2 separate regions of the Bombyx mori genome follow, and region 1 is linked to region 2. A link is a contact called in public Hi-C data. All regions are on one chromosome and are shown on one strand. Each heading gives the region's core, a stretch centred on a gene start, on an enhancer-like site or on the middle of the called end of the contact. The rest is flanking DNA. Distances are from core to core; before and after follow the strand shown.

Region 1 (2,850 bases), core at 287-2,786, 47 kb after region 2:
GACGAAGACGAATGGGAAACCGCTTGAGTTTATCACGAAATTCATATACATGATCATACTTACGTAAGCCAAATATGCATCTTATACAGAAGTTTTGAAGACATAATATATCTTACAAAATTTAAGCCACATTTGAAAAAATTGTTCAATTATAAAATAAATACGACATAAATAACGGTTATGTGCTATTACAGGCCAAAGAAAGAAGGCGATAGTGACCATGAAGAAGAGTTCTACTATACAGAACGCGAGGTGGTGGCTCCGGCGCCGCCACCCACCCTCTCCCACCGAGACATGTGCCGCCCTCCACACGAGGACCCTGAATATCAGAGGCAACTAGTTGGTTCCTTTAGGTAGTTAACTTTATACCAGTCCATAACATACTCAACATTTATTTCATAGTAATGTAGCCGCGTGTGTGACCCGGTTCACAGTAACTTTATTTATTTATTGCTAGATGGGTGGACGAGCTCACACAGCCCACCTGGTGTTAGGTGGTTACTGGAGCCCATAGACATCTACAACGCAAATGCGCCACCCACCTTGAGATATAAGTTCTAAAGTCTCAATATAGTTACAACGGCTGCCCCGCCCTTCAAACCGAAACGCATTACTGCTTCACGGCAGAAATAGGCAAGGTGCTGGTACCTAACCGCGCGGACTCACAAGAGGTCCTACCACCAGTAAGACTACTATTTATTTTTACTGTATAGTCGAGTGAATGAGCTCACGGCCCATCTGGTTTTAAGTTGTTACCATAGCACATAGACATTGCTATCTGAACGCGAAAAATATAATTATAACGGCTGCCCCACCTTCCAAAACGAAAAGCATTACTGTTTCGCGAAAGAAATAAACAAGGCAGCGCTATGATGTTACCGAAACAGGTATTAAACTATCATCGGTTTGATTTTTATTACACCGCACAAAGCTTTATCGCTATCGTGATTTGTTCTGCATTTAAAGATTGATTGTTCTCCAACTTTTTTATTCATTGCTTGTTTGTTAGCTTCTGACCGGAATAAATGACATTTACAGGCAAGGACTCCTCTCCACAATGCAAAACGGTCTAGCGAGGCCCATTAGCATTCCCGGAACGCATTCCTGGTCCAACTCTCACTCACCGGTAAGCGTTGATTTACTTAAATAACACAACAATAAAAAACCGCATAATACAAATAAAAGATAATTGTTGTTTAATTTCAATGGCTCAATGTCATTATATTCCAGCTATCTAATTGTAATTCAGACAATATCTGATGTTTTACTTAAAATCTAAGCACTGTTTTTTCGTTTACAGAAAAACATGCGACTGACAGCGGGTGGGTCTCCGGGTAGTCCCGGTCGGCGACCGCGCTCTGACAATAAGAAGTGTAGGAAAGTGTACGGGATGGATCAACGCGATCTCTGGTGCACACAATGCAAGTGGAAGAAGGCTTGCACTCGTTTCGGTGACTAGCATGTGCGTCGACGGCAGTACACACGTGCCACTATACAAACACTCAACTGACGTCACTACGTGATCGCGTAGGCCTCGCTCGGGAGAGTCGTTCGATTTCATATGTGCAATCTGCAAAAACACTTGTGCGGGTCGTAATTCTATGTGTTGGCGTGAATATGATAAAATGAAAGTTTTAGTTTTTTTTTATTTGAAGCAGATATGAATTTAATGTATTAACAATAAATATTGAGGAGACATATTTTTGATCCCACGTTTGCTGGTGTAACGACTGCATATATAGAAAATTGCCCACTTATTTTTGTAGCGCAGGAGATTCGCTTTTATAGTTTTCATACGCGTTGCAAGAAGTTATTGTGTATTGCTCTCGGTTGGAGACTGTCAATATTAGATTTAAGAGTAGAAATATAAGCTTAGACTGACATTTGACAATGTGGAAACAATCGTTTTGCGACTTGCTTATCAACTACCAATTAGATGCATCACTATCATTTTTACCTACATTATACGTATTACATGATGAACCGTTCCCCAAATTAACTGAAATTTTAAATAAAAATTATAAAATATATTAGTTTGGAACAGTCACAATTATAAAAATGTTTAGGCTGTTGATAATTTTTAATTTAACTTCAGATTCAAATCACTGTTTTGCAATCTCAAATAATACTAGAGTTCAATTTATTGTCATCGTTATTTTCCGTAGCTATGTAGGTAGTAGGTAATTCCGTCCAAATTTTTGGATGTGCTGTATGTAATCTTATAAAATAAATCGCCAAAACCATGTTTTCACAGTGTCCTAAATTTATATGTTGTTTCGTAAAAATATTGAACTCGAGCGGGTACTATCCGAGTACCTTGAACGAGAACAGTACCGTGATAGGAAATCACTAACAATATCGACTGAATTACTAGGTAATATTTAAAAAAAAAAAACATAATATATGAATTATTAGTCTCGTAAGTTATCTCAGATTCGACGAAAAGACTACAAAATATGTTTAGATTAAAAAAAAACATATCTGTGTCGTATACAAGGACGATGGTATCAGAACAAGGAGACAATACTCAGAGGACTAGCGCCCTCGTCGCAGGCCTCGAGCTCCATACGATATCGGAGGTAACATCACAACACTAAATCACTGGCATTGCTTGCCTTAGTTCTCAGAAATATAAGACTTTACGATCCTATCGTTTTTATTTTAAAACATTCTCTTAGCGTTTAAATCGAATGATTTAATAAGAACAATGGCGGATGCATGTTTGTTCAAAGCTAAGAGCTCAACAGGGAGGAAATTTTAATATCGATACGTTTGTAACGTAATATATTCTGAGTAACGAATCGATTTTTATTTAATATTAGTAAAAATCGCCTCCATATCAAATTGGTT
Region 2 (2,886 bases), core at 88-2,587:
ATGCGATGTAGGCTTCATACGAAGTTTGCGCAATCAAATCAATAGCTACTATCATAGTAACGTTAGTTGAGAAACGGCTTCCAATCAATACAATAACCCCGAATATAGGTATGTCGACAGGTCGATTACAGGCACGTATGACATTTATTTGAACAAAAGCCTTGCCTAAGCAAATCATTCCTATTTGGCATTCGCTAGATAAACTGCAATAGTTTATTTACAAATATTTTTTGTTCTTAGAAATTCTTACAATTTTCCCAACGGTGTTAGAAATTATAATGAATACAGAATGACTACTACGATAATTATTGTATTTTGAAATCTTGGATTGTTTTATTCTACGTCACTGTTATACTACACATTATTATAAAAATTCCTCATCATGCGTAGCAGAAATTGTTGTGGGTTTTTCAGCAAATCAATTAACAGAACATCATTGTCTACGAATAAATAAGATAAACTAATTGCGCAAAGTTATTTACATTGATCAAATAAACAAAAACAGTCTGTGACCGTAAACTTGATAAACAATAATAGACTAATTTAAAAGATAAAGTTAAAAGATGTGTTAGAAATACGTACTTTATACGCGTTAGAATATATAATTTCGGTCGTACGATTGTTACAAAGATTTAAATTAAAACAATAATGTGTTTTTTAAATATGATTAAATGAAAATTACTGAAATCATAATACATAGATATAATAATAAGAAACCCAACAAAAACTGTAGTAGTATACAATAGTATCTGTGAAAAACTCGATTTTACTATGTAGCTGTGACAATGCGACTTATGCACTTTACAACATATAGAATCAAACATACAGAAAACAAAGAAACAAAGCAAGTTCGCTACAATTGAATTAGCTTTAATAACGAACAGTACTAATTATCTAATAAATTGCGTGGCTGTAAAAGTACGTATTGTTGCATAAGTGGATGCATCTGCTTGACATTTGAATCGACCCCGAATCCGAATAGAAACTGTGTCACGTATGAAGCAGTAGCGGGCACCAGCGCGGCGCGGCGTCCGTCGTAGAGGTGCGTTGTGCAATCCCGTTAGCGGTCCACGGCTCCACGTGCGAACCGGCCGACGCGCCTCAATGTCGCCCGTGGGCGTCCGCCCTCTGCCCTCCCGCCCGCCCGCTCAAAATAGCAAGCCTGCCCGAACTCGGAGGACCCGAGGGCCGCCGAAAACCCTTCTCTCTCGTACAACCAAACAATCACATTAACGTCTCTTTCACGCGAACAGCTGAGTATCAAAACAAAGAAGGGAGACGGGCGGTCGCCGCTCCCTCTCGCCGGCCGGCCGGTGTCGCCGCAAGCACGCCAGTTCTCATCTGAACCGCGTTTATCGAGGTCGTTCGCTGTGAGCTCGCCGCTAAGTTTAGTACCGCGAAAGAATTTTCCTTTGTCCTAAACTTCGAGGACCCTGCCCTCGTATTATGTTTCCGTGCGAGAGCCGCAACAAACCCCGGCCTATTGAGGAGCCGGACCGTGTGCATCGTACTGAATCGTGTCATAATTCACCTAGTTTCCCGAAGTTCTTCGACGGTTATCCCGCGAAACGCGTACGCCGGGCGATCTAAGATTTAAGTGAACTTGTTCTGTAAAAAATTAAGCGGGTCCTCGGACATCTCCAGACCCGCTGGCGAAGGACTGTAGTTATAAGTGAGCACGTAAAGCAACATGTCCACTGGAAAACGATTGGCTAAGAGGTCCATTATCGGGACGAGAGTCGCCGCTCTGGGTGACGACGGTCTCTACTATTCGGGCATGATCCAGGCTGTGAAGACGCCGTCCTCCTTCCCTGAAAACAATAACTGCATTAACCTGACGCCGAACACTCGTTATACGGTGCGCTTTGAAGGGGGGAAAATGATTCGGGAATATCGAGATGTCGAGTTGATCGGGCCCGGCTTCCGAGGTATGACCGGCGTTCGCCTGCAGCCTGGACAAAGAGTTTTTCTAACGTACAACGGGCGTGAAGTACGGGCCGACGTCTTGCACCACGATCACGACAGCGACGAACTGCGCGTCCAGGTCCACGCTCCCGCTGCCGAGGTTTGTACCTATGTTTGTAAATAAGAATTAACCAGAATATGCTTTTTTTCATTCTCCACGAATCTCCTTACAAAAGACATCGACGCGAGCAGTCATTGATCATTCAAAAAAGTCCCTTATTAAACAGTTTACCGAGATTTTTGTGATGAGTGACCTTCTTACTGATCTTAACATTAAATTCGAAAAAACGTGAAGTTGCTTTGGGAAAGCATCAAATTAATAAATCTTAAGTTTTAAGTGACTGCATATTCTAAATTAAATGATCTCAAAATATATTTGATGGACATATCAAAGACCTATTAATTCTGTTGAATGGACATCAAGTGTGAACATATAAATGGTGCAAAGGAGCCGTATGCACTAAGCTATTGACCTCGTCGGCTCCACGTGCAACGAGCTCACAACGCAGCCTCTGACGCGTAGACAAAGTAGTTCTGACGCATCGCATCTTAAATGCATCTGATGCATTGTTACCGAGCTACCAAGATTATTCAATTTAACCACAAACAACATTATACGCTTACCGTAACTCGAATTAGCAATATCCGTCACTGAATAATTGGCATGTCATCCATTTTACTTGCTGTATTAAGCTTCCTTATGTACCTAAACTGTGAAATTCGACTTATAATCCAAAAACATCGATATCATAGCAATTGGATATCAAACGATAAATAATTTTCACAATCAAAATAAAACTAACTATATGTATTGTTTAAGACGTCAAGGGTAATGATAGCACATCATATAGATAGCGATGGGCGGAAGCTATTCGTAATGCCTTTATCATAATCACGTAAAGTACAAAAATGTGCACAAAA

What was found. A called contact is a pair of places that touch in the nucleus more often than the background predicts.
Region 1: a contact with region 2 is called in a Hi-C map of midgut, with 4 times the contacts expected there. The contact joins the enhancer-like site here to the promoter of LOC101738734 in region 2. A contact is called at or near these places in 7 of 7 Hi-C or Micro-C datasets (middle silk gland, midgut, posterior silk gland and 2 more).

What each region holds. Positions count from the first base shown.
Region 1 is chr15:10,604,020-10,606,869 of ASM3026992v2, forward strand. LOC101738734 (zinc finger protein 704) reads left to right here. Exons shown (of 8, transcript XM_004924650.5): 6 at 195-353; 7 at 1,039-1,126; 8 at 1,301-2,850. The coding sequence ends at 1,459. Among protein-coding and RNA genes, the nearest start is that of Tms1, 12 kb to the right of the region's middle. Within about 2 kb of position 1,537, at least 7 of the 8 cell types and tissues checked have open chromatin away from gene starts, as enhancers often do.
Region 2 is chr15:10,557,616-10,560,501 of ASM3026992v2, forward strand. It overlaps LOC101738734 (zinc finger protein 704), which reads left to right and starts at 1,338. Exons shown (of 8, transcript XM_004924650.5): 1 at 1,338-2,065. The coding sequence starts at 1,691.